5 separate regions of the Sus scrofa genome follow, and regions 2, 3, 4 and 5 are each linked to region 1. Evidence: chromatin contacts called from public HiChIP or PLAC-seq data. All regions are on one chromosome and are shown on one strand. The core of a region is the stretch at or near the end of the contact, and the rest is flanking DNA. Distances in the headings are between cores, read along the strand shown.

Region 1 (3,694 bases), core at 735-3,234:
ACAATAGCTAAAATTATGTTTGACTCTGGACATGCCAAGTTTCAGGTGTCAGCTCAGACTTATCTTACACAAGGACATCTGTTTTCTTGTGCTCAGTAACCCGTGTCCTCACAGATCCTAGAGAAACCTAACCACCTCTATATAGTTGGAATCTTCATTTCCCATTCTGTTCACTCTCCCATCTTGTGGCACTGAAAACAATCCAAGGGTGATCAAATGTCCTAGTTTGCCTGGGACAGAGGGGCTTTCTAGGACATGGGCCTTTGATGCTAAAACCAGGAAAGACCAAGGCAAACTGTGATGAGCTAGTCACCCTAAGGGCCCTCAAATCTGGCACTGCATGCTAACAAGGCTATATTAATACTATGCCTTCCCTAAGGGGAAAACAAACAAAACAAACAAAAAAAAAACCCTAAGCCATTCAAAGTTTATTTTGGATCTGAGTTTGTCCATCTGTTCCCCTCACAAAGCAGAAAATCCTGAAGGAAAATCTTCCTCTCACAAGGTCAGATAGTTATGGGCCCTCAATAAATGCTTTAGTAACTGATTATCACTATGTCAGTCGTTCTACAATTTCCACAGACCTGGCACATTCTCATCTCCTGCAATCTTCACAAGGACTGTGAGACAGATTTAATTCTCTTCATGTTACAGAAGAAACCAAGGCTCCAGAAGATTTAGTCCTTTGCTCTACCTCACCGCAGCAAGCAAAGTGGCCAACTCCCAGCACTGCAGCTGCCAAAGAACACTGAATTACTGGGTGTTCCAGAGAGGCACGAGTGGTTGTTGCTATACGGAGATTATGCAAAGCTGCAATTGTCTTTTGCAACGTCCCTGAACTCAGTGCTCTGGCATCATACTGAGACACAGTAAAAGGGAGCGTTAGTTTTAGGCAGGAGGCACTCTAAGGTAAAGTGATGCTTTGCCTACGGGAAAACGCATGAGACAGTGATTAAATGTTCAAAATCAGTGCCATTAGCTAAGACTAGCAACAACTTACAAATAAAATTGTCTGGTAAATGGTACCACACCACGCTCCCACATGGCAGCACCTAATCAGAAAACCTATACAAAGCTGTGGCTGCACCTGCCATATTCGTCAATAGAAGAGTCAGTACAGACCCACGTGTGCCTGTAAAGATCAATCCAGGAATCTTGGACGGGGAAGGGAACTGCGAAAGCCAGGATACACGAACCCGGGTCGTCAATTACTAAGGCTTCACACAAGGGAGAGGCCTGGCTGCGCTGGGTTTATTGGCCCTATAATTCACTACCTCTCCCTGTGGCCATAGCAACACCCACACCAAGGCAGCTCCAGAATTCACCTTTGGATAGCCACGCTCCACCGAATTTGCACCTACGCAGCTCAAATAAAACCATCAGACATCATCTCCCGAAAACAAGACAACCATGGCTTATTTCCACTCCCCCAGCTCTAATTCACCCAGGAAACACATATATTTTTTTTTTCTTTCACTCATATATACGGAAGGTAACCCTGAACAACCATCACTTTTGGAACAGTAAAACATAATATGAGGACCCCCCCCTTCTCAGAGGGGGGTGAACATCGGAGATGAAAGCGGGATCCACACCCAAACACACGACGAGTCGCCTAAAATGGCAACTAAACTGACAGGATCAAAATAATTTCAGCCAACGTCTGCTATCATGTCTGTCTAGCAAGCTCCGCTTGGCCCCTGCAGGCCACTGTCTCCGGAGCCGAGAAAGTTCCCTAGGCGGTTGTGGGATTTACAGCTCTGAAAAACAAAAACCGCATTCCCTGCAGGCGGGACCGCGCACAGCGCGAGCAACAACCATGACGTATTCGGAGGAGCTTTCCAGAACTGCCTTCCAGCCCGAGCAAAAGCCCAGGAAGCCAACCTCCCCTTTGCTTCTAGAAATGGAGAGGAGTCAAATCACCCTCCCTGCGCCCGCCGACAGAACGCAGACCCAGCGGTTTTCGGGAAGCGCCGCCTAAACCTCCTGTCAGACCCCCTCCTTCCTGGGTGGCCACTCTGCCCTGAGCCGCGAGCCCTCGAATCCTACCCCACCACCTCCCTGGGACCTGAGCAAAAACGAAACAACCCACCACCATAGAAAAAGGGAACAGAAACCCCCAGCAAAACTTCTGTCGCAGAGCCTATTTCCACTGTCCCCAAAAGCTCCACGAAAAACCCCCTGCGTCCCAGCCGTCCGCGGTGCCTCTAGTAAAGATGGCGGCCATAGGCGGAGCCGCTCCCTCCCGAAAGCAGCCTGCTGACCCTCCTCCAGCCACGGCCATTCACGCGGGGTCCTCCACGCCCACCGCGGCTTGACGCATTGCAGGTGCGGAGCGGCCAATCAGGCGTCTCGACTCTTTCCGGCCAACGACTGCAGGGTCGCGCTGGCCAATCAGAGCGCCCTTGTCAAACTGAAGGAGGAAAGCAGCCTCGGCAGCGCCAACTAAGCAACCGGCTCCAGAGCTGCGCGTTTGGGGCGTGTGAAAGAGGACTGCCTGTGTTCCTCCGCCGGGAGATGTAGTGCCCTCGCCCGCGCCGCGCCCCGCCCCGCCCTGCCCGCCCGCGCGTACTTGAAAGGCTTAGGCGAGAGGCGCTCAGGTTCTCTTCCCGCTGGAGCGTCGCGAGACACGGAGTTTTCCTAGAAACAAGCCTAAATCCCTTTGCCAGGCTCGTGGCCCTCCGAGGGGCGATCGGAAACCACCCTCGCCCTCCCCCCTAGCTCATTGAGGCCGCGTTCGCGTTTACGCGGCACCTTGTGTGATAATAGCAGCCACCGGAGCGATAAGAAGAAAACCTCGCCTTATCTCGAAACCCCAACTCGATCTGCCTCCGAGGCGACCCTTCCTGTTTACTACGAGCCGAGGCCCGGCCGCCCGAAAGCACCGTCGTGGGCACTTTTGTTTCAGAAGGGCCGGTTTCCATTTCCCTCCTGTGATTTCCTTATCTCGTCCCCGCGGGCTCGGGTTTTCCGCTGTGTCTGCATAGAAGGGGCCGAGGGGATGGACCAGGAGCCGGCCTGGGGGGCATGGGACGGACGAGGGTAGATTAACAGACTGTAGCCTGAGAACCGACGGTTAGCTCCTCAGTAAACCGAGGGGGCATTCTTCGGTGCCGAGGATAGGCTCTCCTAGATAGAGGAGAAGGCTTAATAAAATCACCTGTCAAACGAGCCAGATCTGGTACCACAGTCTGCATACCTCTGATCCCTCATTACACAGTGAACAGTCTGAGACCCGGGAAGATCAGTTGACACCCCTGCAGTCACATAGCAGTTGAGGAGCAGAGCACAGAATAGAATCTAGGTTGTCTGTGTCTCAAGCCAGTGTTTTTATGCTCTAGTAACACCCCATCTTCTGGAGCTGATGCTGTGAGATGGCTCAAGCATTTGGGGAACTTTGCTGTATAACTGAAGGAAGGTCTAGGAACTAAAGCAACTAAGTTTTCCCTGAACGTAATTTTCAGTGTCCTGCAGAAAAAGGAGCAGAGATGAAATGTTAGTTGGTTAATTCTCACTGCTACAAGAATCTAGCTAAGAAAATGAAACCCTGTGGATTTCTAGAACTGCCATTTTATTTAAATGTGATTTTATCCTCTCTCTGTGATTTTGGCACCATGGGGCTTGGATGATCTAATGATTTTTGTGATTAAACTAGTGTCTATTCACATCCTGATTCTCAGATTATGCTATTAAT
Region 2 (3,694 bases), core at 439-2,938, 250 kb after region 1:
GCAAATGAGGAAGCAGGACGCTTATAGGTAAGATGTGGCCTGAGACCAAGGCGGGGTGGGGGTGGAGGACCCAGCTCAGCCAAGGGTGGACCACGCCCCCACCTCCAAAGGCGGACTGGCCCCTGAAACACCACTGTGCACTTTTTCCTTCCTCCCACACAGCCCTAGATCTGAGACAATTTGGCCACCAAATGTTTGCTCCATCGGCAAAACTAAGGAGAAGCAGCAAGAAAGGCTAAGGCCAAGGATTCAAATCCTTCATTAGCAGATGCAGACCCTGCAGAGCTAGTGGAGCCCCCTAGCGTCAGCCACCCCAGACGGTGACCACCTGCTGCCTGGCTGCCTCCCCCTGAACTGGGAGCCTCCCATGGGCAGGGACCGAGCCTGGCTCACGGCTGCATCCCTGCCTTCTCACAGCCCCTGCTACAGAACCTGGGACTGCAGACCTACGTGTTAAAAAAATGAATGTCACCCATTTCATATATTTTTGACCCATTGATTCGTTTTTTGGGGGGAGGGCCGCGCCTGTGTCATTTGGAAGTTCCCAGGCTCGGGGCTGAATCAGAGCTGCATCTGCTGGCCTACACCACAGCCACAGCCATGCAGGATCTGAGTTGCGTCTGCGAGCTACACCACAGCTCATGGCAACACCAGATCCTTAACCCAGTGAGCAAGGCAAGGGATTGAACCTGCATCCTCATGGATATAGCTAGGTTCCTTTCTGCTGAGGCACAATGGGAACTCCATTGATTCATATATTTAATAAATAAAATACAGATATGGCACAAAATTCAGAAGGCTCCCAGGTTTATACAGTGATAAACTGCCCTTTCTCCCACATTCTACCCCAGCACCTCCAAGGCAACCCCCGGCACTGTTCCCACCACTGACAAAGTGATAAGTGCAGTGAAATTCTGAAATGCAAAGCCTGCAGCAACCAACCCGACTGCCCAGTGACGCTGGTGTCAGGTCGTCAGCACGAGATGAAGCTACATGTGATGTCAAGGTGAAAGTCATCTGGCCGAAAACAAGGTTCTAGGATTCCGTGATGGGCGGAGGCGCCTGCCAGGGAGCCGCCAGCTTGCAGGGGAATGCCGCTAGGATGACAGCCGTCCCCCTAGAGTCTCCCCCGGCATGACCGGAAGCCTGTGGGCAGCCTGTCCACCACGTCAGCCACCCCAGGCTCCTCACACCTGTTTTGGACACAGGCAAGTTTCAGGCCAGGGGCAGGTTCTATCCATACGCGATGGGAAGAAAGTACACATGCAAACCGTACTTAGCCTTGGACTCTCAGAGCTGTTAAGTGGTTTGTCTGGGAGGGAAAGTTTACTTAAAAGAACCCAACTGTGGGCTGGGTGGTACTTTCCCTACAGATGGGCTCCTGGACAGGAACTAAGCCTGCAGGGAGCAGAGGATCCCAGGACATCAAAGCCGCTGGGGCGGGGAAGCATCGGGGGCCAATCCCCAGCCTGGGAGAGTCCCAGGGGGGCGCGGCATGTGTGACCCGAACATCTGGACTTGTTGTTTTATCCAGCCAGATTGTGAGGGGATTTTTTGGAAGACTGAGTAACCACTGCCCTGTAGAGTCACCAAACCAAAGACTAAAAAAAGATCCATGCCACTCAGGCTCATCTGTTCTCCCAGGCTCCTGCCTAATGTGGCGACACACCGGCAGGCAACAGGGTGAGCCGGGCGCTTATCTGATTTCAGCCAATCTGTTACTGTATTTCATTCCCTGTCCTCATGCCCAGAGGCTGTTGCAATGTGTGTAAATTTAGAAAAAGAAAGATAAATAACACGGAAAAGTTCATTTTGACAAAAAGGACTTGTTTTTCTTTCCTTCCCTCTTTTTACTCCACTAAGGAAAAGATAAAATGATCTTGTTACTGGTTTAGCCTCTACCAGGGTGGCTTTGGTATTCTGGGCAGCAACTCAATACTGCACGACCACAGCCTTCTGAAACTGTAAAACAGTCAGGCTTTCTTAGTAGCTGAGGGAAGGAGATGGCAGGGCCTGGCTGGGGTCTCTTCTGAGCAAGCAAGACTACGGGAAGATGGTACTAGCTCATCCAGTATTCACGGCACCTGACGTCGCCACTGCACCAGGAGTTACGCATTGCTCCTTTCAATAAAATGAGGTCTGTTTGACAAGGAAATAAGTATCACAGATGGAAGATTTGCATTATGGTGGAGATCACACGGCTTGAGAAATGCTTGCCTTCTCTCACACAGACTCACCCCCAGAGGGTTCACGGACCATTGGTAGGACGTGACCATTGGTGAATTCCACCACCTCATCATTGAGCCCAATTCCCATTCTGCAGAGAAGGAAACTAAAGCTGAATGACGGCTCAAGGCTGCGGGTGACAGGGGTTGAGGGCAAGGCCAGGTCCCCCATCTCTTTCCAGCGTTTACACCACCACCACCACCCACTGCCTGGAAGTCGATCCGACTCAAGGGCTGTACCTCTGACAGCATCTCATACTGGCCTCTTCTTCCAAGAGCAATGGTCAGTAAATCATAGACCACAGATGCACTCTGTAAACTGATGAGGCGATCGCTCTTGTGCTCAGGTATCCGGCTCAGCACAGCGTCCCGGTTGGCCTGAAAACAACACGGAAGAGAGAAGCAGATGGTGAGCCGGCCTGTGCACACAGCTACCACTTTGTGTAGGGAAGCCACCTGGGCCCTCTTGCCCCTGAGGGCCCGCCCGAGGGTCTGGAGCCACGGGCATGAATGAGTAAGGGGTTGTTTGCTCCAAGTCCCCAGAGCACCACAGCACATGGTACCTGGCGTTATCCAGACACGGCCAGCCTGGAGGGTACTTGTCCCTGGTGGCAGGCTAAGAGCTGATGCAAAGCAGCGCGGTTTCTCTTGGGCTCAGGTTTACAGTCAGTCATGCTGCAGACACAGCCGCGCTCTGGGGCAGCAAAATCGTCCATCAAGGAGGCCCTGCTGCCTCTCATGTGTACATCCCGCCTCTGCTCTATATTAAAGAGCAGGACAGCGTCCCCAGGCCCACACTTCCCGTCAATGAATGGTCCCATCAAGTTCCATCAGTGCTACCTCCATATACCTTACTTCTGTCTCGCCAGAGCCACATTCAAATCCCTGTGTGATGGCTTCGCTGGAACAGACTACAAAGTCTGACTCAGTCTCGTTTACGGAAGCACAACACAGAGGTGTAAGAGAAAGCAAGAAGCAGATTTTTGTTTTAAAAGATGTTCCCACAAAGGACTCTAGAGAACACCAAGGCAGGCCTATTTCACCTCCCCGCCCCCCACTGCTTAGCGCAGAGATAACACAGGACTACTATCTTGTCTACCTAGAGTAGAGACCACCTGCTCTTCATAGCAATAAGTTTTCTTTCTTTTTTTTTTTTTTTTTTTTTTTTTTGCTTTTTAAGGCCATACCTGCAGCATATGGAAGTCCCCCCCCGCCCCAGGCTAGGGGTGGAATAGGAGTTGCACCTGCTGGCCTACACCACAGCCACAGCAACACAAGATCCGAGCCATGTCTGTGACCTACACCCCAGCTCATGGCAACACTGGATCCTTAACCCACTGAGCGAGGCCAGGGATTGAATCCGAGTCCTCATGGATACTAGTTTGGTTCATTACCACTGAACCACGATGGGAACTCCCTCTTTTCATGACTTTTGAAATTTCTCTACCGACTTCTCCAGACATAGCATA
Region 3 (3,694 bases), core at 598-3,097, 210 kb after region 1:
TAGTTGTATTATTATCTTTTTTTTTTTTTTTTTTTAAGGGCCCCACCTGCAACATGTGGAAGTTCCCAGGCTAGGGGTGGAGTCAGAGCTACAGCCGCAGTAACACGGGATCCGAGCTGCATCTGCGACCTACACCACAGCTCAGGGCAACGGCTGGATCCTTAACTCACTGACTGGGGCCAGGGATCATGGATACCAGTCAGGTTCATTACTGCTGAGCTACAACAGGAACTCCTATATTATTATCTTATATAGATTTAATAAATAGTATTTTGCTTCTACTCAACATTTTAAAATTTTAAAGCATTCTAAAACATCACATTTGAAGACACTGTATTAGCAGTAGTGATAAAATATGAATTCCTCTCTACCATGGAGAACCACGCACAAATGCCTTCAAAGTGCTTGCGAGGACAGCTGAACGCCCTTGGAGGAGCAGCTGGTCTAGCCAGTGTTTACCCATCCTTACTGTCGCCATGAGATAAGTTGGTGGTTAAGTATCTTGAATAAACTTAACAGGGACCAAAAAATTCTGTACTTCTCTGCATCAGGCTCGGAGGCCGGTTAAGTGAGCTCTCCGTTCAACAGTTGGGCAGGCCTGACCCTCACAGTGGGACGGGCTCTCACCTCCATCCAGCAGAGGCTGACGAGCCACCTACCACAGACGCAGCCCGTGGGAGGTTAATGGCCACTCAGACTCGAGAAACACGAGGCCATCCCAGGCTTCCTCTGCTGGAGACAGGCTTGTCACAAACAAACAGATAATGCTACATGGCAGTTGGGACAAGTGCCCACGTCATCTTGTTTAGGTTGGTGTTGAAATGTTTGACCTAGGTTGGGGGGAAAGAAAAAAAAAAAAAAAAAAAAAAAAAAACCATGGGATCCACTGAATACATCTGGCCCCAACTTTTAATAAAGGGTTCTTGGGAAGAAGTTTCCCATCACAAAGGAAAAAATACAAATATTTAAAAAGCAAACAAGTCATCCACTGCTCTCAGCCCTGCTGCCATATGCTTGGCTTTTTTGAGCTTACAGCTTAACATTAAAATAACAGGCTTGCATTCCTCAAATATCTCTACTGCTGTTCCTTAGTTCTACTACTTGAAAAGGCTGTCAGCTGCTGTCACTTGGAGGCATTACCATATTAGCCACCACTGTTTACTGCTTACTGTGCGGTGTGGCTATTAGTTTAATAAGCCTCCTCTCGGATGACACCCCAGGCTGTCTTTGCAGGAGCCACACACTGGAGTCTAATGTCTCACAGCTAAGGAAGGTGCTGGGGAGGGACGGCTAATTTATAAATGTTGGTGAGAGACACCGAATGCAATTGCATCAGGCTGTGCTTTACGACTGATGGGTAAAGGCCTGGGTATTTTTTTAAGTGCTTGCACCCTCTAAGGTTCCACGGACTAGACAGCTTTGGATAAAATCCAGAAATGTACTCGGTGTGCAAAAGAGCAGGTTTGAGATCGGCAAGAAGTGAAACACTGCAGCAAAGCTCTTTAATTCACTCTGCATAAATAGCTGAACCTACAAAAGAACTCTCTAGTCAGAGGTTTCCTGGATTATAATGAGAATTTTCTCGACGGGGACAGGAGAAGTGCCCTTTTCACTTGAAGACAAAGCAATGTTTGTAATGGAAATGTGTGAACCAATTTTCCAAGGGGAGCTGCTGAAACACACTGATTAAAACCACAGTGAGGTGATGAGGCAGAGAAATAAAGCCAAGGCCGATCCACTTCAAATTTGCGACTGCATTATTTCTGAAAGTGAAGAGAGCCAGCCTTCCCTTCTCCCCCGGCCCCCGCCCACTGCTGACCCTGCCACTTAGACAATTAGAACCTGCCAGCCTGCGCGACTGTTTACTGTTTCTGGCCGCTGGTTACTAAGCTACTCCACTGAGGATAAAATGGGAACCGTGTCGCCCAAAAGACAATGTCCTTCTCAACAGAGCCTAACCAGCGGGCCTGGATTCAGGGATTCAGAGGGAAGAGGTGGAGATAAGCAGACAATTCCATCACATGGCAGTTTGTAAGGACAACTCTTGGATTACTTGCAGACACTGTTGACGGACTGAAGGAATTCCACTTCTTAGAGAATAAAACGAAGATACAGAGAGGTCAGGTATCCTTGTCAAAGTTGCCTAAAATATACTAATCACCTGGAACTAATGAGCGTCCTTGGCAACGTAGGGCAAAGAAGCTGTAAAGCAACGTTTCCCAAATTTCAGTCTTTGGAGTTTGCTCCATACAGCTTCTGCCACCTCCACGTATATTAATATGTTCCTTTAAATTGAATTTAAAACAGCTCATTTAAAAATTCTTAAGAGTCTCCCTCTGGGCAACAATTCTATGAAATCACACTTTGCTGTGCAGCTGTATTTTTTTCTCATGAACCTTTTAAAATGCCTATCAATATAAAAATGTTCACCATAATCCATTTAAAATCATCGGGTGTGCCCCAAAGGTATACATGGGGGAAGAACGGAGAGAATTTCAGTTTAGGAAGGTTGACCTGACAGATGACGTTCGTGTCTAAACATCACGAGAAAGCAAGAGGGAGGGGAATTCTGTACTGTTTGCCGCTGGGGTGTCCCGTGAAGGGCTTAGACAGGCTGAAGAGAAGGCACGGGAAAGAAGTAAATGTAACACCTTCCATCTACGGGACAAGACTTACATAAAGTTTTCTGGGTATTCACTCAGGGCCATGTCAATGATGTTCAGGGCGTCATGGTAATGCTTCTGTGCTGAGAGCAGGAGGGCAAGGAGGTGCAGGGAGTTGGCATCGTCGCCTTGAAGTTGAAGGGCTTGGCGGACGTATCCCAGAGCCTCGGGTATCTGGTTTAAAACAAAACCGAAAAGACTTGTTACGCACACACACACACACACACACACACACACACACGAAGCCACCACTTGAGCACCTGACGCTCTGTCACTATCAGGAGCTGCTTCCCTTTCTGCCGCATGTGAAGCTGTCTTTCTGACAGTCCCGAGATGTGAACCACAGATGTGGAAACAGAGGCCTCCTTCAAGTGACAGTGTGACGAATGAAGTGACACAAGAGACTCTTGTTTCCCAGGAGAACAGCCCATACCAAATCCCTTGTTTCTCCCTAAACAAACGGTTTCTCTCTTTCCACAAAACTGATTTACTTTTCATTATGCCCGAGATAACTTCATTCTAAATGGAGACACATAACAAATTGCCAGAAGTTTTTAGCGAAGTTAAACAGTCTTAGCTGAACTGTTTTCTCTCTCTCTCTCTTTTTTTAAGTATTGCTGACGATACTTATTAATAAGTGTCAAAACCTTAGACAGAGCTTTCCAAGTGAGTCTTTTCAAGCGTCTTTGTCCTGGATCTCCATTAGACATCAAGGAAATATGCAAACAGGCAAACAAAAACCCCACACCTTTCCAAACTCCAATCCAAAATATCTCCATCCAAGAAACAAATTGCAATGCCACATACAAAGCAGATGTATCCAAATTTGAGGAGGAAAACGTACAACCTTAACGTCTAAAATCCAACAGCGGATTTCTTCAAAATCACCCAAGCACAAGGGTTGATCAAACACGTACATCATGGATATTTGAACACCTGAGATTCTGGGCAGGTTTAACAGTACCTGGGGAGAATGAGGACCTGAAGCTGGGTTTTGAAACCCTTTCAAGGCTGAGGCGTTCCTACAAAAT
Region 4 (3,694 bases), core at 638-3,137, 160 kb after region 1:
CATCTATCTATCCATCCATCCATCTACGTATCATCTATCTACCCATCCATCCATCTACGTATGTATCATCTATCTATCCATCCATCTACGTATCATCTATCTACCCATCCATTTACGTATGTATCATCTATCCATCCATCTACATATGTATCATCTATCCATCCATCCATCTACGTATCATCTATCTACCCATCCATCTACATATGTATCATCTATCTATCCATCCATCTACATATGTATCATCTATTTATCCATCCATCTACGTATCATCTATCTACCCATCCATCTACATATGTATCATCTATCTATCCATCCATCTACGTATGTATCATCTATCTATCCATCCATCTACGTATCATCTATCTATCCATCCATCTACGTATGTATCATCTATCTACCCATCCATCTACGTATGTATCATCTATCCATCCATCTACATATCATCTATCTATCCATCCATCTATCCATCCATCTATCCATCCATGTATCATCTATCCATCCATGTATCATTTATCTATCTATCAATCTATGTATCTATCTATCTATCTATCCATCCATCTATCTTTTTAGGGCCGCACTGCAGCATATGGAGGTTCCCAGGCTAGGGGTCAGATTGGAGCTGCAGCTGCTGGCTTATGCCACAGCCACAGCCACGCCAGATCCAAGTCACATCTGTGACCTACACCACAGCTCACGGCAACGCTGGATCCTTAACCCATGGAGTGAGGCCAAGGATGGAACCCGCATCCTCATGGATCCTAGTCGAGATCATTACCGCTGAGCCAGGACTGGAACTCCGAAGACCTTTCTTTTAATAGACAGTAGATGCTACCTGCTTAACCCTCTCTGAGCATTGTCCTGTGGGACTGTCACAACTGTCACTGTTTTGCAGAGAAGAAGACTAGGGCTCGAGGGAGTAGGTACCACTGCTAGACCATGTAGGACCAGGACCTCCACGGGTCCGAGTCCTCGATCATCGCACCGGGCAGGCTCCTTTGTAAACCCCCTTGGCCCTGGTTTCCTCCTGCCTTGCTGCCCACTTCCTTCCTGATCCTTTGGCTTTTCCTCTCCTCCCTAAATTTTAAATGTTGGGGGCTCAGGTTTGGGTCCTGGCCCTTTCTCTCCTCCGTCAATAGTCTCTTCCTAGGCCTTCTCATCACAGCCCTGGGCTTTAACTCCTACTCCCAACTTATGTTTCGAGCCGAAATCTCAAGTGTAGACTTGAATATCCAGCCACCGACCTGACACCTTCACTTGCATGTCCCCAGGCACCCGACACACTCAAATTAAAAAAAAAAAGGGCTCAAATAGGGTTCGAACAGGACTCTGGTTTCTCTTGCTCCCTGAGCCCTGCCCATCCATTTCCCCCGCCCCATGGCAGAACGTGGAATCATCAGTCACCCGCCGACTCCAGCCCCAACACAGGGCTCCTTTGCCTTCACCCCCACGTCTAATCTATCAGCAGGTCCCATCAGTTCTACCTGGAAAATGCATCTCAGGTTTCCCTTCTCTCCAGCCTCTTGATGCCACTTCAGACCAGCTGTTCCCCTTGGTCACGCAGACCCGTGGTCCTGACCCACCCTTTCCACTGTGCTGCCTCCCACTCCGCGCCCCACACTCAGCGGGTGGGATCTTAGAAACCTCCCTCTGGGCCTTTCACCCCCTGCTGGACATCCTTCCACAGCTTTTCAGTGTGTTTAGGAAGAGATCTTGACCTGGTCACCAGGGCTGGCTCTTCCCACCTCACCTTGGCCATGCAAGTCTTCCTATTTTGGCTTCAGGCCCTGTGGCCTCTAACGCTCAGAGCTCACGCGGTCTGCAGGCCTGCCCGCAGGCGTCCTGCACCTGCCAGTGCTCAGGTCTCGGCTGGCCTCGGCTGGGGAAGATCTCTATTCCCAGTGCTGGCAGAGCCCGCACTACCCCCCCAGCCAGGGCACTCGGCTCTTGGCGCGGGGGGAATCAAGTGCTTCTGCAATTGTTCCGTTTCTCATCTCAAACTCCATGAAGGCTGAGCCTGTGTCTGTCTTCTGACCAGGGCACTCCAGAGCCTCGCCCCGAAGGCAGCACAAACGCCGATGTGCACAGATTCTGTGCGCATGGGGCTCAGTGCCTGCCCTGGGCAGGGGCTGGGGTTCTGGGGCCACACTGACTGGGTTTGAATTCTCGCTTCTCCACTGATTAACCATGTAACCCCAGGTGACTTGAGAGCTATTGTCTTAGTCTCTTTGTTGGTAAAATGGGGGTGATGAAGAGTATTTCGGCCTTGGGTGCCTATTACAAGGATGAACCAAGTTAAAACAAAGAAAGTCCTTGGAATAACGTCTGACACATGCACAGTGCCTGGTAAACGTTAGCTTCCTGCACACTGTAGACAGGAATCCAAACCCCTGGGGCCGTAGAAGGGGCAGATCTGGCGGGACTGACCCATGGAGATTGGCACTGCGTCAGGGCGGGCCTGCCCCCTGGGTACTGCGTGTTCCCTCCCGCAGGCACTCCCTGTGCAGTGACCCTCACGCCACCTGTCCAGGAGCTGTCTTCATCTCGTCATGGTGGCCATGCTACAGGATTACGCTTCAACCCAGCTTCCCAGGGGCTGGGAGAAGCCTGGTGGCGGGGGGAGGTGAACTGGCCGGGTCGAGCCAGGGCCAAGGAATGCATGTGTGGATCACAGCTTTACATTCCCAGCAGAAATCAGAAAATCTGATCTTGCACATCTAAGAATAGCCGCTGGTTTCAACTGTGAGAGGTGCCAAAGTGAAAGCTATAATTATTAGTAAGTAACAAGCAGAAATTATCCACCTACTGCAAAGTCATTTTTAGCTGCCATCCCAAAGTGGAGATTGAAGGATGGGCACTAAGAAGCCACTTGGCCTGGGGAAGACTCTGGTTCCAGTCTGACTGACTGGGAAGTGTGACTCTGCAGTGGCCAGCGATAAGGTGCGCATGCTCAAGAAGGGGGTAGATGTTTCCTAGGGAGCTTGGTGTCAAGTGCAACAAACATAAGATGCTTGGCTTCAACTCTCCCGACCCCTGCCCCAATGAGATGGAAGAGGTGCTGGCTTCGGTCTAGTCCGATTTCCCTTCTGCCAAATGGAGTAAAACAACTCTTCCGACTTTCTTTATAAGACGGTGCTTATACAAATGGCACTGGGAGATACATGGAACTTTTAGGAAAAGAGACCACAAAAGTGTGTAGTTGCTGTCTAAATATCAGGGGATGCCCAGCTGCTATGAAGAGAGGACTGATAAATGTAAAAATAAAAATTGCTTGGCAAAAAAAAAAAAATAGAATAACAATAAATAACCACAACAACCCCCCACAACACAAACAAAATTAAAATGGGGGCAAATAGTTCTAGCACATATGACACAAGGCAAATTTCTTGACACGTGATAAATGCTTACAAATCAAAGAAAAGCCCAATATCTAAGCAGATACATGGGCAGAGGCCATGAGCAGAGACCTGAAATACCGTTTCTACCTATCAGATTGGTGAAGATCTAGAAGTTGATGATTCACTGCGTTATAAAGGATGTGAGAAATCGGGAATTCACATCTCGTTGACCAGAATGCAAAGTGGCACGATTCGGTGGAAGGCAATGTGACATTTCTTAAAATGAAAGTGTCTCCACTCTTTGGTCCATCACTTCCAGTTTTAGGAGTCTACTTACAGATGCAGAACCATCTATAGAG
Region 5 (3,694 bases), core at 419-2,918, 130 kb after region 1:
GGCATCTAGAGAACCCTGGGACACAGGTTTGATCCCTGGCCCAGTACAGTGGGTTAGGGATCTGGTGTTGCAGCAGCTTCGGCTTAGGTCACAGCTACGGCTTGTAATTCCATATGCTGCAGGGCAGGCAAAAAAAGAGAAAAAAAGTCACTGAATACACACATCTTTTTTGAGTGGCTCTAGCAGGCAGGGAGACACAGACTGTGTGTTTGGCCAAGGGTGATGGGGACAAGCCACCAGGCAAGCCAGCAAGAGGCGTGGAGATGGGGAATATAACAGGTCTCACTGGCTCTGCCGCTCTGCTCCACTCTGTTCCTTCCCCAACACAGTGTGGTTTCCCCATCGGGCACCATGCGAGGCACTTGTCCTTGGCTCCTCTCACAACACCACTGCTTTAGATAGAAGGAGACAGGTTCTGAAAGGCCAAGTGCCCTGCCCAAGGTCACAGGGCGCATGAGTATGGAGCTGCAGGCCAGCCTAGCTCTGCCCGAGGCCAAAGCCCCTCCTCCCCACTGTGGCTTCTCACCTGCTCGCTGCTGCCTCTGTCGCTTTAAGACACAAGCCCGGTGCCCCTCAGGCACTAACCCAATTACATTTGAGCTAAAACAAACGGGCACCTGCCAGGCTGTCTCTCCCTTCCATTTCCCCCAACGCTGATGGCTGGCTCTGGTGCTCCTTCCTCCGGTTATGAATGGGGAGGTGGCTTCTCTCCAGGGCACAGCTTGTTGGAAGCATCCTGTATCGTCCCTCAAGGACTGGGAGGCTCCTTACCTCTCTTGGGTGGCCCATGGGCTGGCTGTGATCTTTTTTTTTTTAATGGCCGCACCTTTGGCACATGGAAGTTCCTGGGCCATGGATCGAATCCAAGCCACAGCTGTGGCGATGCTGGATTTTTTAATCCACTGCACAGAACCGGGGATTGAACCCATGCGTCTGTAGCGACCTGAGCCACTGCAGCCGGATTCTTAACCCACTGAACTACAGCGGGAACTCCCTGGTTGTGATCTTGAGGCTTGGAATGATTATTGCAGACACCAAAGGACTGGGGAGGGGATCTTATTAGCCAGAAAGTAGACCAACAAGGTGTGGAGGCTGAGGAGGCCCAGGGCCTGGGCTCAGCAAGGCCTGGAGGTCACTGTTCTCAGAAGCAATGACCTGTTTCCACCCTGCTGGAGTGGGAACAAGGACACCAGTTCTTTTGCTGGGAGTTTTGTTTAGAAAACGGCAGGCTGCTGAGTCTACCCTATCGGGGGGTGGTGGGGGGGCCCAAGCCAGGATACATGGTAGGGGCAAGCGCACCCCATAAAACGCCTGCAGGAACCAGCCACTGGGCTAACCTGAGCCATCGCCCTCAGCGCTGGGCAGCGGGGAGTCTCTGCGATTCTCTAGAGTTCTAGGGTTCTTGTGGGCTTGGAAATTTCCAGCCCATCCCTGGACTCAGATTCTGAACATAGGAACAGGCTACCATTTCCAGATGACCTTGAAGCTTCCTGAGCAATCTGTTTAGTGGAATTAATTCCTAAAGCTGGAGCAGCTCGGAGAGACATCTCAGACTTGCCAGGGGCTGCCAGCTCAGGCTTGGCAAGGGAATGAAAAATTGGCCTCTGCCCAGTGCCCCAGTGAGCCAAGAGCAGCTCAGAAATCAGCCGCACAGTGAGACCAACCAGAACCAGCTCCAGCTGGGGTCTGAGTCATTGCTTGGTGCCTGCATTGCTGGTGGGTTGGCCAGAGGTAGGCTGGGGCCTGGCCGGCAGGACCGACTACCTCCCAAGCCCCTCTACGTTGTGAGGCTGTCCCTGGCTTTGATGTGCTCTTATGAGCTAGAACTTTGATGCCCTTTTCATTCTTCAGGCCCTGCTTCCTCTCTTGTCCAGAGATCAAAGGCTTAACTCCTGTTCTCTCCACCAGCTGGTTCCAGCATTCTCCCTGTACAGACCTCGTGGTTCGTCCAGGCTGACTGGTCACCCCAGGTATTTCTGCAGCATGCAGCCTCCCAGCCCCTTCCACATCCCAACCTGAGTCAGGCCCAGCCTGGTCCCACCTGCTGGAGCTCTAGCCCATTCCCCCAAAGCCCCGAGCATCCCCATTCCACCCCCAAAGCCCAGGCCATACCACCACCCCCTAGGCAGCACTACCCAGAGGCACACAGCTCCCACCTCCAGCCCTCAAGCTGGCAGGAGATTTTGATGACTAACATATTTCATTACCATGATAACCTGTCCCCTCTCCTCTCCCCTGCCAGACCCCAGCCACGTGTGGGGACACAGATGTGGGCAAGAAGCAGTCCTGTTCTCAAAGCTCGGGGTCGACCCTAGCAAGCTGGGTGCCAGGCACTGGGCTAGGCCTTGGCCGCCAAGATTCCACTTGACTCTCACTCGCCTCTGCGCGTCAGGGTGACAGCGGATAACGCTGGCACCTGCCTACAACACCCCCACAGGGTGTAAGTGGCAGAGCCGAGGCGTGATCGCTGCAGTCCATGCCCCTAGCCCCAGGCCCTCTCTCCTTCTCTTGGAGATGCTGTGCAAACAGGCCTCGCCTCTGCCAGCCCTGCTGCTTCTGGAGCCGCCGGCAGAGAGGACCAGCTGGGCTGGGCTTCCGAGGAGATGGAACTGCTGAGGGGGTAACTCATTAGTCCCTTTCTTCAGACACAAATGAAGACAGCTTCCCAGGCTTGTAATTATTGTAATCAGGTGTTTTGTACAAATAAGATCTTGGTGATGCACCAAATTGGAAATAAGGGATTAAATTAAACCTGTTCTTTCAAACGAAACAAAATGGACTTGGCTAGTTTGAGGACAATTAGCAACTTCCTTATTCATGTTTGTGTGTGTGTGTGTGTGTAAATTGCTGCCCAAGGACTAAACACCTTGCCACATGCTGAGGGCGTCTGGGCAGAGGCCCGTACAGGCCCCAGGGCTCAGGGCAGACTTCCTGCTGCAGCTCTGGCTCTGGGAAGCACCTGTGTCTATGTTCCCAGGAGACCAATAGCAGGCCTGCAGGACCAAAGCCCCTTGGGGATTGTAGACACGCGTGGGGTGCTCGTCCCAGGTGCCAAGTCAGCCCTCTGCTGGGTTCAAGGGCATGTGTCATCAACCCCTGCTTGTCCCCCTAGAAGTTCAAGTACAGGCAGATAACATCTCAGCAAGAAAACATCCTTCCCAAAGCTGAGCTACCACTGAAAAAGAGGTCACGTGGCCCAGCCCTGGTCGGGCTGCAAGCCAGCAGTCTTTCTCCATGAGGCTGTTGCTTTTTCCCAGGCTGAGGGCTTTGGAATCAAACAGCAGGATAGAGATGAACAATTCTCCCGCGCTTCCCCGGCCCTGTTGCTGTGCAGACCCCGCCCCGCGGGCACTGCTCCCACAGGGCCATTGCTGTATCAGAGCTGGCCTGGGTTTGGCAGAGGTCTGCTGGGCCCCACCAGGGTTGGGGAGGAAGTCTGACATCAGGGGTGGGACTGGAGCACCTACAGAGCTTCCCATTCCATCCTGGCTTGGAAACTCCACCATCCCACCATGGCAGGGTGGGGGCGGGATGGGGGCCCTGGGGCAGCGTTGTCAGGAGGCTCCTCCCCAAACACAAATGAACCTGGCAGGATGAATGCTTGGATCCATCAGGGCCTACGAATCTTTAGTGCCTAAAGGATTATAACCAATGTTTGCAAAGTGCTTTCATAACTGTCCCATGTCCCAGGTAC

Evidence for each region. HiChIP or PLAC-seq counts read pairs in DNA pulled down with a chosen protein or histone mark.
Region 2: a contact with region 1 is called in an H3K27ac HiChIP or PLAC-seq map of skeletal muscle. The contact joins two enhancer-like sites. A contact is called at or near these places in 1 of 5 promoter capture datasets (liver), 2 of 47 Hi-C or Micro-C datasets (heart right ventricle and skeletal muscle) and 2 of 2 datasets of contacts at active chromatin or transcription factors (alveolar macrophages and skeletal muscle).
Region 3: a contact with region 1 is called in an H3K27ac HiChIP or PLAC-seq map of skeletal muscle. The contact joins two enhancer-like sites. A contact is called at or near these places in 1 of 5 promoter capture datasets (skeletal muscle), 1 of 47 Hi-C or Micro-C datasets (retroperitoneal adipose tissue) and 2 of 2 datasets of contacts at active chromatin or transcription factors (alveolar macrophages and skeletal muscle).
Region 4: a contact with region 1 is called in an H3K27ac HiChIP or PLAC-seq map of skeletal muscle. The contact joins two enhancer-like sites. A contact is called at or near these places in 1 of 5 promoter capture datasets (fetal skeletal muscle), 2 of 47 Hi-C or Micro-C datasets (both in skeletal muscle) and 2 of 2 datasets of contacts at active chromatin or transcription factors (alveolar macrophages and skeletal muscle).
Region 5: a contact with region 1 is called in an H3K27ac HiChIP or PLAC-seq map of skeletal muscle. The contact joins two enhancer-like sites. A contact is called at or near these places in 2 of 2 datasets of contacts at active chromatin or transcription factors (alveolar macrophages and skeletal muscle).

The regions. Positions count from the first base shown.
Region 1 is chr7:112,144,702-112,148,395 of Sscrofa11.1, forward strand. No RefSeq gene overlaps it. Among named protein-coding and RNA genes, the nearest start is that of CALM1, 14 kb to the right of the region's middle. Within about 2 kb of position 1,985, at least 83 of the 83 cell types and tissues checked have an H3K27ac peak or open chromatin away from gene starts, as enhancers often do. A contact at or near this core is called in liver and skeletal muscle, where this site is marked.
Region 2 is chr7:112,392,098-112,395,791 of Sscrofa11.1, forward strand. It overlaps TTC7B (tetratricopeptide repeat protein 7B), which reads right to left. Exons shown (of 20, transcript XM_021099609.1): 9 at 2,466-2,603. Among named protein-coding and RNA genes, the nearest start is that of TTC7B, 130 kb to the right of the region's middle. Within about 2 kb of position 1,689, at least 8 of the 83 cell types and tissues checked have an H3K27ac peak or open chromatin away from gene starts, as enhancers often do. A contact at or near this core is called in liver and skeletal muscle, where this site is marked.
Region 3 is chr7:112,359,069-112,362,762 of Sscrofa11.1, forward strand. TTC7B (tetratricopeptide repeat protein 7B) reads right to left here. Exons shown (of 20, transcript XM_021099609.1): 15 at 2,677-2,837. Among named protein-coding and RNA genes, the nearest start is that of TTC7B, 160 kb to the right of the region's middle. Within about 2 kb of position 1,848, at least 27 of the 83 cell types and tissues checked have an H3K27ac peak or open chromatin away from gene starts, as enhancers often do. A contact at or near this core is called in skeletal muscle, where this site is marked.
Region 4 is chr7:112,308,849-112,312,542 of Sscrofa11.1, forward strand. All of the region lies in intron 18 of TTC7B (tetratricopeptide repeat protein 7B), which reads right to left. Among named protein-coding and RNA genes, the nearest start is that of CALM1, 150 kb to the left of the region's middle. Within about 2 kb of position 1,888, at least 1 of the 83 cell types and tissues checked has an H3K27ac peak or open chromatin away from gene starts, as enhancers often do. A contact at or near this core is called in skeletal muscle, where this site is marked.
Region 5 is chr7:112,274,678-112,278,371 of Sscrofa11.1, forward strand. The region is part of intron 19 of TTC7B (tetratricopeptide repeat protein 7B); the gene reads right to left. Among named protein-coding and RNA genes, the nearest start is that of CALM1, 120 kb to the left of the region's middle. Within about 2 kb of position 1,669, at least 33 of the 83 cell types and tissues checked have an H3K27ac peak or open chromatin away from gene starts, as enhancers often do. A contact at or near this core is called in skeletal muscle, where this site is marked.